Regions from separate parts of the Gossypium hirsutum genome. Here regions 2, 3 and 4 are each linked to region 1. A link is a contact called in public Hi-C data. All regions are on one chromosome and are shown on one strand. Each heading gives the region's core, a stretch centred on a gene start, on an enhancer-like site or on the middle of the called end of the contact. The rest is flanking DNA. Distances are from core to core; before and after follow the strand shown.

The links. Hi-C and Micro-C count contacts between places; a contact is called where the count stands out from the background.
Region 2: a Hi-C map of leaf shows a contact between it and region 1, with 1.5 times the contacts expected there. The contact joins the promoter of LOC107886913 here to the promoter of LOC107886919 in region 1. A contact is called at or near these places in 3 of 34 Hi-C or Micro-C datasets (callus and leaf).
Region 3: a contact with region 1 is called in a Hi-C map of leaf, with 2.2 times the contacts expected there. The contact joins the promoter of LOC107909314 here to the promoter of LOC107886919 in region 1. A contact is called at or near these places in 13 of 34 Hi-C or Micro-C datasets (hypocotyl, leaf and petal).
Region 4: a Hi-C map of leaf shows a contact between it and region 1, with 2.3 times the contacts expected there. The contact joins the promoter of LOC107887775 here to the promoter of LOC107886919 in region 1. A contact is called at or near these places in 5 of 34 Hi-C or Micro-C datasets (callus and leaf).

Annotation. Positions count from the first base shown.
Region 1 is chrD02:66,529,520-66,532,219 of Gossypium_hirsutum_v2.1, reverse strand. LOC107886919 (G-type lectin S-receptor-like serine/threonine-protein kinase At4g03230) reads right to left here and starts at 1,391. Exons shown (of 8, transcript XM_016811019.2): 1 at 1-1,391. The coding sequence starts at 1,076.
Region 2 is chrD02:66,667,497-66,670,196 of Gossypium_hirsutum_v2.1, reverse strand. LOC107886913 (BTB/POZ domain-containing protein At3g22104) reads left to right here and starts at 1,386. Exons shown (of 3, transcript XM_016811012.2): 1 at 1,386-2,181. The coding sequence starts at 2,119.
Region 3 is chrD02:66,388,548-66,391,247 of Gossypium_hirsutum_v2.1, reverse strand. LOC107909314 (universal stress protein PHOS34) reads right to left here and starts at 1,304. Exons shown (of 3, transcript XM_016836792.2): 1 at 1-1,304. It also overlaps the pseudogene LOC107907783.
Region 4 is chrD02:66,702,084-66,704,783 of Gossypium_hirsutum_v2.1, reverse strand. It overlaps LOC107887775 (histone-lysine N-methyltransferase ATXR3-like), which reads right to left and starts at 1,369. Exons shown (of 22, transcript XM_041089038.1): 1 at 74-1,369.

The sequences.
Region 1 (2,700 bases), core at 142-2,641:
TTCCAATTTGCAGGGGAGCTAGGTGCAAAGCCAGGCAAACATTTACACATCAAGTCATTGTTACTGTTGCAGCTACCGAAATTTCCACATGCATTGTAGATACTGCATTTATCTCTAGGCTCAGCCCAAATCACGGACCAGATCTTCCTGGAATCCCACTTGAAATACTGAATTTGACCGGAGAAACTGATAATCATCCTTGTATCGCTGTATAATGACGAGGTAAGATGTGGCATGGACTCGTTGTGGAGTACAACAGTGGTAAAATTTGACAAAAAGAAAGAAATTGCTGATGGCATGGCTGAAGGCATCCCATCAGGGCCAATGAATTTACCAGAAACACCACTTTTCCAATACCTTGTTGTTCTTTTCCAAATAATGAACTGGTTTACTCTTTCTTGGTCTATCTGAAATGTGAAATTCCCTGGAGCTGGATCATCAAAACTTTTCCAAGAAGTTAGTACCATATTTTCATCCATTCTCATCCCTGGAAGAAATGTATCAGTGGGATTATGAAAACTCTCCCATATAATGCTTTCTGAGTGGCTTTCTTGTTCTTCATTGAAGAGCACCAGGTTCCCAGTATCTGTCAGTTTGGCTTTTTTATATCCAGAAGGCACTGCTTTAAGATTCGTTGACCAGAAAGATTCCCCATTTCCATTCAGCATCTTGAGGTTGCCATCTTCTCCAACAACAAAGACTCCACTATCATCTAAAAGTGGCTTGTCTCTATTGGCAACCCATACGACCGTTTGCGGGTTTGAGCCATAATACCATATCCCCAAGTATCTCCTGGTGTTGGAGCTTCCATTAGGAGGAAAAAATCCAAGTTCAAACTTTTTTCCTGGCGAAACCAGGCTATCTCCTTCACCATCACTGATCGAACTGTTTGATGTTATGGTCTCTTCAGCAGAAGAACAAAGAATGTAACTGCAAAACACAAGTGTGTGCAAAATTAATGAGGGTAGCATCTGTCTTAACAAACGATTCTTGCAGTAATGATTTTTGTTTTGAGTATCAAAAACTAGGGAGACAATCATTAGCTTAGGAACCACCTGTTGTGTAGAAATTTTCATATTCTCTTCTCTATGTAACAAGTGATGTGCTGTTGTTTTCCATTATCTAAAAACGCCCCCACCAAGCACAAGGCAGCTAATACTGTTCAGGAAATCGACTGTCAAGGATGATGGTGAAATATTGTCGCATATAGCTGGAATAGGATTTTTAAAAAGTGAATTTTCCCTTGTGATTTTACTCTTATGCTTTTCCAGGTACCACCGCCAATTGTATTTCGGATTCAATGTTGTTAGTCTAAAAGTAGTCCATTGCTGGTCTTTAAACCTGAAAAAAAAAACCCTCATAGGGTGTGTTTGATAGGGCTCCAAATCTCGATCTCAAACTATGAACACACCTTTATTTGGGAAACTTAAAAAGTTGAATTCTGGTGATAGAGGGGGTTGGCAATGGCATAGGTAAGAGTGGGATCAAAGGTGATTGGATGGTTTGGGCCAAGAAGTCAAGGCGCTTGGATTTTTTGGTCATTAGAAGGGACCCCCTTCACTTTAATTTGTGTTTTTTAGTCTTCTTCTGTGATTAAGATATGATCACTGATTTCGCGGGACTCCATGCACTTCCTCTTTTCACCATTTTAGCTTTATTACATTATATTAGATGAAAGCGACCCCATTTAGACTATATTGTCAATGTTTATGGCTTTTTTTTTCAAGTGTGGCAGTCGCTTTCATGATCCAATACCAGAAACTAAAGCAGCAAGTCGTTCAGTAAGAAATGGCAGCTACGTTGCAGGAAACATGGGGCCAAATGACTCCAAGCACCTCCCTCTTTCTTCCCCTTTCCTCCTTTCACCGTTTTTTTTCTGCTGCCAAATTAAAATTAAGATTTTGAGGATAATAAATCGGATTATAACTGAATTTTTTACTGAATTGAACAAATATTTTAAAAAAACTATTTTCAAAAGCTCCGATAACCCTGCTAGGTCATCTCGATGACTAATATGATCTTCTAAATTTGGGTCTAATGTGTAGGTCGGATTGGGGAGATTACAGGAATAGTGAGTGGTGTCAGTGTTTCCCAGAAGCGACTGTTTTTCATCTTCCTCGCTTAAAATCAGATCATAAACCCATCTTGTTATCCATGAACTCCCCCAAACAAGCTCGGAATAATAGGCCTTTTCATTTCTTAGCCCCTTGGGTTAATCATCCGTCTTTTGCACAACTTGTTCGTGACAATTGGAGATATGGGGCGGACATATCGGGTAATCTTGGCTCACTCACTACGGAACTAAAAAGATGAAATTCTAAGGTTTTTGGTCTTATTGTTAGAAAGAAACACTGGCTTGCTCATCGTATTGATAAGGTTCAAGCTGCATTAGACCGGAGGTGTTCAAGTTTCCTTTTGGAACTTGAATGTAATTTGCGTGTTGAGTATGAAAAGGTCCTTGATGAGGAAGATTTACTATGGAAACAAAAATTGAGAATAGATTGGATTCAGTTTGGAGACTAGAATACGAAATTCTTCCATAATAAGCACTCGTTAGGCAAAATTTAAACAGAATTTCTACTTTAAAAGTTGGAGATCTTTGGTGTAATGACATTGAGGTTCTTTAAGAGGAGGCAGTCTAATACTTCTCTTCACTCTACTCTTTGATGATCAAGCTCTTGGCTTGTTCCCTTTACATGG
Region 2 (2,700 bases), core at 137-2,636, 140 kb before region 1:
TTTGGAATAAATAAAAAATACTCACTTGGTGTTAATGTAACTAAAAAAAGGAATATTGTAATGAATCTAAATTTAAGAAAAATAATTTTAATAGTGTTAACAATTAAAAATGAACTGAATTTCAATTTTACAAAATGTACAAGGACTTATCGCATATTTAAAAAGGTTAAAATATGTCCATAATCCTTGTAATTTTCAAAAATTAAGAACTTAGTCCTTGTACTTGTATTTTTAGGAATTTAGTCCCTCTTTTTTTTAAATTTCAAAATTTAGGTCCAACTATTAAATTTTTTTGTTAAGTGTAGGTTAATTACAATATCTTTTTTTAATTACATGGCTACCGAGTGAGTAGTTTTTTAATTTCAAAATGTCACAACAAATTTAACTAAAAAAATTAATAGTGTTAACTATTGAAACTAAATTTTAAAATTTCAAAAGCAGAGAGACTATATTTCTAGAAATAGAAGTATAATAACTAAATTCTTAATTTTTGAAAAGTACAGGGACTATAAGCACATTTTATCCCTTAAAAAAATATGCGAGGGAGTAGAGGTGATCATGGGCCAGGCCAAAAAAAAATGTTTGGCTAGCATCCTAGGACCAGGCCCGGCCTGGCCCAAAATATGGGCTTGAAATTTTGTCCAGGCCCAGCCCGAGAAAAAATTCCTAAGCCCAAGCCCGGTCCGACCCGGTCCGTTTTTTTTAGTAAACACCAAAATTGTATAAAAAACCTACAAAATATAATCAACCAACTAAAATATCTATACATTAACCAATAACATATTTAATTTTATAACAAAATATAAATTGTAAGCTAAAATAAATTTTCAACAATTAAAAAGGAAGTGTCCTAAAAAGCAACCGAAGAAACATCATCCTCATCGTCCTTTTTGCAACCAATTTATTATATTCGGAAATGTGTTTTAAAAATAAAAAATAAAAAAAGTATTTTAAAATACTTTAAAATAAAAAAATAAAAAAATATTTATTATATATATTTATTATATAAATACTAAATGTCTAAAGGGAAATGAGAAATGTAATTTAAAAATAAAAATATATATTTATTATATATTTGGGTCGGGCCGGGCTCGGCCAAAAATTTTTTTGCCTAAGGCCCGGTCTATTTTCTAAACGGGCATTATTTTTTGTCCAAACCCATATTTCAAACTTATATTTTTACACAAATCCTATCATATTTTGAATGGGCTGTCGGGCCGGGTCGGATCACCCAACTCATAATCACCTTTACGAGGGAGTTAAGGGCTATGATTAGATTGAAAATGTAAGAATATCTCTTAACTCGTGAGAGGGTTAGCATATCAATGATAGCTTAATTATATAAAAGAAATATAAAAAATATTTAAGTATGAAATTGGGTGGTGGGGGGTGCACGGGTCTAGAGAGACTGGCGACGAGGAAAATGGGACGAGAGACAAGGAAAAGCCAACGAAAAAGCTTGGGTTCGAAGCTTTATAAGAGGGTCCTCCTCCCCTCTCCCCAAGAAAACTCACTGTTTTTTAGTATAATATATACAATTATTCCCACTTTTTTAATATTTTAAATCAAAGAAATTATCACTATATTATTACATACAAAAGTACTTTCTTTTAGCAAGAATGTCAGGTTGAGGTTAGTGGTCACACGACAACTGTTTATAGTTTATAGTCTCCCTCCCGCTCTCTCTCTCTCTGTCTTCTATTTTCTCTGGTTAAATTACTACTGGCCTTATGATATTCTAATATCTCTTCTTTGTCTTTACACACACACACTGTGACTGTCGCTTCTTGGTGTTGCACTCCTTTTTTAGTTTTCTCTATTACTACTCCCTCATTTTGCTGAACCAAAGTCAGTTCATTGACTATGGAATCTTTTCTTTTTCTTTTTCTTTTTGGATAATTTAGTCTGTATAATCGCTGGTTTCTATTTGTCTTCTTCCTCATCTAAAGAATTCTTATATATGGTTCTGTGACTTTTTCTGTGCTTCTCCTCACTTCCCTTTTGGCTTTGTCTTGTTGGGTGGTGAAAAAAGTTTTTTTCTTTTCGGTGATTTTCTGATACAAGTTCCAAAAACAAAAAAATCTCTTGATTTGAGGTGAGTTTTGTTTATTCTGGGTTATGGCAGTTTGCTGTGATCTTGAAGCAGATATCAATGGAGAGGAGACTTTCCTACTAGACAAGGTAATTATGTTCTTATAAAGTTATTTCTTTTATGGTAAAAAGGAACACCTTTTCTTTTAGGGTTTCTAGCTTTCTCTTCAAAATGCCAAAAAAAAAAGTTGTTATTATGAACATATAGTGTTTGAGATTTTGCATAGGTTATAGGCATGCTTTTGTTTTGTGTGTCTAAGATTTTTGCACTGTGAGAAATGTGGAATTTATTGTCACATTCTCTTGTAAATTTTACTCTCTAGAATTTTTCATTCTAAACATTTAATTCCCTACCTACACTGCAAAGATGTGGGTCACAAGTTCATTTAGCTCTTGTTCTTCTTTCTAGAGAATCACCATGTTCTCTCCATTTTAGTCCAAAAGTGTGTAGGGCTTTCTGTTCTGTTTTCTTTCACCTTGCCCCCCTCCCCCTTTTCATTTATTGCTGTTGTTAGGGTGCTTTAATGTTTCATGTCTCAAATTTTGTTTTTATTCACCAGTTTTTGAGTTGGACTTAAGGATTGCTTCCATTGGCATTCATTACCGTTC
Region 3 (2,700 bases), core at 55-2,554, 140 kb after region 1:
CACATCCACGAATTACGATAGCTGGTAGCAGCATGTAATGCAAATCAACCTGTCTAAAGAATCGCTCTTGTACTGCTTATGCTTATGCTTATGAAGACAATCACTGTTCTATTTGGATTGGAGGCCTCTTGAGTCTGAAACAACTTGGACAAGATGATGGATTCTAATATTTCTAATGAATCTAGTTCCACAAATAGGAAGAGAGTGATTGTTATTGCAATTGCTTTTTCAGTAGGACTACTACTTGTAGGCCTAATGATTCTTGCAATTATGAAAGGGAGGACACAAATATCACTCCAGAACCGGAAGAAGGTCCACTCATGGTCTTTGGATACAGAGATTTACACAAGGCAACCAAGAAATTCTCTGAAAAAATGGGAAAAAGGAGCCTTTGGAACTGTTTTCAGAGGGACTTTGCCAGATGGAAGTACTATAGCAGTGAAGAAGCTTGAGAGCATCAATCAGGGAAAGAAACAATTTCGTGCAGAAGTCAATACAATTGGGAAGACCAATCATATTAATCTCGTTCGTCTTCGAGGGTTCTGCTTGGAGGGTTCGAGAAAGTTGTTGGTATACGATTTCATGGCAAACAAGATACCAAATTGCCCTTGGTGCAGCAAGAGGACTGGCTTATCTCCATGAGAATTGTGTAAACAGTATCATTTACTGTGACATCAAGCCAGAAAACATTCTTTTAGATGTTGACAATTGTTCAAAATTGGCAGATTTTGGACTAGCAAATCTTCTAGGACGAGAGTTTAGTCGGGTCCTGTCCACCATGAGAGGGACAGTGAGTTATCTGGCACCAGAGTGGATATCAGGAGTGGCTATAACACCCAAAGCTGATGTTTACAGCTTTGGAATGATGCTTTTGGAACTTGTATCAGGAAGGAAAAACTCCGAACAAACAGTTTATGAGGAAGGTACATTCTTTCCACTTTGGGCTGCTAGACAAGAGAACGAAGGCACTTACCTCCTCAAACTCTTAGATAACAGACTGAATGGAGATGCCAATTTAGAAGAACTCTCTAGAACATGTAAACTAGCTTGTTGGTATATCCAAGATAATGAAATCCAAAAGCCATCAATGTGCCAGGTAGTTCAAATCCTAGAAGGGGTTATGGATGTAAGGTTGCCCCCAATTCCACGATTTCTACAAGAAATTAGTAATGATGAGGAGCACTGATTTTTGTTGACTGACTCAACCATAAGCGTGAGTTCAAAGGCGTAGGGCATGCTTAGTTGTCGCTACTCCAAGTAGAAGTCTTTCATCCTGGAATGATTTCACGAGGCATGGAAACAAAATACTGAAAACACATTCAACATGTTTAATTAAAAAAATTCGAACTCGATTTGATATTTATCGAGTAGAGCTCAAGTTATTGATTGAGCTGCATTCAAATTTGGTAATACTTGATTTGAATGGTTCATAAACTTTATCAAACTTTTTATTTTTAATATATTTTTTAAATAATTTTTTGTTTCTAAATTTGATAATAACCCTATGCTTAATTATTGTGTCTGACTTTAAGCTCAAATTTTAATAAGAAAGTTAGTAAATAAACTTAATCAAATTCGAACTTAAAAATACTTTTTTATTTGAGCTCGAGTGACTCAACTCAACCGGATTTCACCCCAAAGTCATTTTTACAAGTTTTAATTTCTTGATAGTAAACTCATGATTTTAAATACAGTGGCTTGTTATGGCTAGCTTGTACTTATAATTATTTACAAGATAAGTATAGTCAGAATATTTGGAATCTAAAAAAAAAATCAAAATTTGAACTAAAAATATTTTCCAAATATATATATATTAAAAAAAATTCAAGTAAAATTTACTCCTATCGAACGATTAAGAAAAACCAGGCAATTAGTGGAAATCAAACTCATTCAACAAGTGAGAATGAAATAAAAAATGAAATTGCAGCATTCATAATGAAAGATTCAAATAAGAAAAATTGACAACAAATTCACTATGCAGCTTTTTTGGTAGACCAGATATTGGGTTTAGAGTGCTGGGCTTCACCACAGCAGGACCATACATGCCGCCACGCATTCATGTCAGAGTCTTGGTAGCGCCGCCCAGTTTGATTTGGTTTAATGTAAGACAAGACAGGGGGAAATAAAGTCAATTAGGCAGTTGAGTGAATGGTGGGTAATGTTGCAAATGCAGTCCTGCTGGAACACCTCATTGTTTCGTCATTTAGCATAATCCAAATCTAACAACACAAAAGAAACTTTTTTTCAGGATATATCAAACAAATTAGATTTTGTCCAAGAACTTCATCAACCATCACTATCTCTCAGTCCAGGGCAACAAAGATATCTAATATCATACTAAAATAGCATAAAACCATAAAAAGTAGGCTAATGAATGAATCAATGGTGTTTAAATATTTTTTAACAACATTTTAAAATATCAAAACATAAAAGTTTTAATATGGGATTCACTTATGTTGGTGTAAAAAATATATTTTTATATGATTAATATTTTAACAATTCAACTATTATCGATATAATAGTACTCGTCATGTATGTAAATTTTCAAACCAATCTAGTATCCCTATCATATCAATTTAAAATAGTGTATATATTAATATTTATTGAATGATTGAATTTTCTTATACAAAATAAATAAATAATTTTTTTTATTTATGTCAAATTTGGCATACATGATCTATATAAATGAATAATTGGATC
Region 4 (2,700 bases), core at 120-2,619, 170 kb before region 1:
ACCGCGGAATTAAAAAGAAAAAAGAAACAATGTTTTGAATTAAAGAAGAGATTAAAAAGACAAAAGAATCTACCGAGAGAAAACAATAATCGAGGGCGAGGAAATCGTGAGAGAAAGCTATAACTCGACGAACGTGAAGAACAGATCGAGAGAAAACGACGACCAACTTGAGAGCTGCTGCGTGAATAGAAATCTTTGCGCCAAACAAACAGAAATAATAATAGAAATTATAAAATAAAAATGAAAACGAAAATTCTATCAAATCCCTCTTTTTATTTGGCTCTCCTATTATTTATTTATCTTTTTATTTTTTTCCTCCTCGGTGTTGTAATGTATTCTCTCGCCTTCGTGTTATTGGTCTGAAAGAGGAAACCTTCGTGATGTAAATTTCTTTGTATTTTTTCCCCCTTTAAACCATCTTTAACCTTTGATTGTGAAATTTACGGATTTAAGAGGTGAATTCTTTTAAAGTACAATAATACCCCTCTTATTTATACGTAATTACAAATGAGAACTGAGAAGGAGAAGTAGGACCGTATGTTGAATCGTATAATACTAGTGAGGACATTTTCGGAGTTTTTGACCCTTCAGCTCTTCAGTATCCCTCCTACGCCTTCAAACCAATTGACTCGGATTGTATTTTTTTTTTAATATTAATGGACCTTTTAGAATAATTATGAAATGTTCCAATAAAATCAACCCTAAAAAATATTAAGATCTTCATTTTATTATCAATTTCTAAAATATTGATTTTTTTTAATATGTAAAGGAAGACCTTTAATTTCAATCCATAAAAAGGGAAATTATCCTTTCTAAACTCATAATATAGCAAGTTGGAGCAAATTAAATAATGTGCCAAGGAATTTTAAATATAAAAAAAAATGTTAGATTTTGTATTAAACAGGAGACATTTACTAAATATGAAAAAATGATGAAATAAAATAAATATGATATGATATGATATTAAATTTAATATATAAAAATTATACCTATATTTTAATTTTAATTTTTTATGTCTACACAAAAAAAAACATACAAACAATAATTATAATAACTAAGATTTATTTGCTATATAAGAGAAGATCAAACCCAAAAAAATGAAACAATACAACATAGGGTCATTAATTCATAAATTTAATCAAAAAAATCCCGAATCAAATATTTTCTTTCTTGTTGTGCGAAGACGGACGATGGAGAGGAAAGTTGTCGGCGCCGGCGTCGGCAAGTGAGATTCTGAAAGTGCGTAGATTAAAAAGGGGGTTATATTTTTTGGGGAGCTGGGATATGATGCAGAGAAGGGGGATAAAGATGAAAGATGGAGAGTTTTGGGAGAGAAAAGTACTCTCGAATAACAAGGCTATGATTGTTGGGCTTACTTTAATGCTAAAAGTGGCGCAATTTATTGGATTTTCATTCATTTTTTTAATCGACTTGTATGAGCTACCATGTGGAAAGCCCAGCCGCCATAGTCTGCTGGTGCATCAACAGTCTGTAGGGATGTTCTATGCTTACTGGGCTTTGCCCAATGGAAGAGCTTTTCTTACCGCAAAAGCTATATATGTTTTTCTACTTTTCAAGTTTTCTAAAAGAAAATTAGCCCAGAATTAAATTTTTGGTATTTGAAAATTCAAGTCTTCAAATAAGTTTTAAATAATTTTTTTCTCAGACATAATTTTCTATATTACTCTTAATTAAGTGACCAACTCGGTTAGGGAAATTTCGGACATACACTTTCATAATTAAAATAAGTTATATTATTCGAAGGATTTTAATTTTTTAATTTTAAAAATAATAAATATATATATGCAAATAGTGGGATTTGAATCCGAACCAATTGCATTTAAAAACTTTAATTTACCACTCAATTAAAGTTTTATTTTTATTTATTTGTATATTTTAATTTTATTATGTACACTTTATTACCTCCATCAATTGTATATATTGATAATGTTGTTGATTGAGTTGGTGTCACAAGTCAGCTCAACACTAACTCAAGATTGATGACAACACTGTACGTTTTATTTTTTCAATTTAATATTGTACATATTGCACTTGTTAATAATTAATTTCAAACATTACATTTTAATTATTTATTGTATGTTATATTTAAACACCTATTTGTGTTCTAAATACATCGTGTCCACACACATATGTCATGAGTTGCGCAAAGGAGCTTATGACCAAGGCACACTTGTTAATAATTAATTTCAAACATTATGTTTTAATTATTTATTGTATATTATATTTAAACACCTATTTGTGTTTAGTTATCTTGTAGCTTTTCTATTCACTTTTTGCTTCTTCGCTCGAGAGTTTACTTCTGCTTTATTTTGGTGCCTTAGAGAATTTTCCTTGAGAATTTTTACCTTTTTAAGAGATAGGTTGACTTAGGCGGATTTGAAGCAAAGGAATCGCCTAAGGCCACACGGTTTGTCAGACTAAAGTTCTAACCCCTTGATAGTTGGTATCAAAGCTAATGTTCGGTAAAGCACTGATTAAGATAATGAAAGAAGTAGACAAGTAGATTGAGCCTAGGGAGACCCATGGGGGCAAGAAAGCTAATAGATCGAAGGATATGATGTCAGTTTTGGAAGGTATGGTTGTTAAATTTAAGGGCTCCATGGATGATGTGAGGGAGACCCTTGAGGTAATCGAGGGACACACAGCATAACTGGAATTGGGGAAAGATCAGTTCAAGGA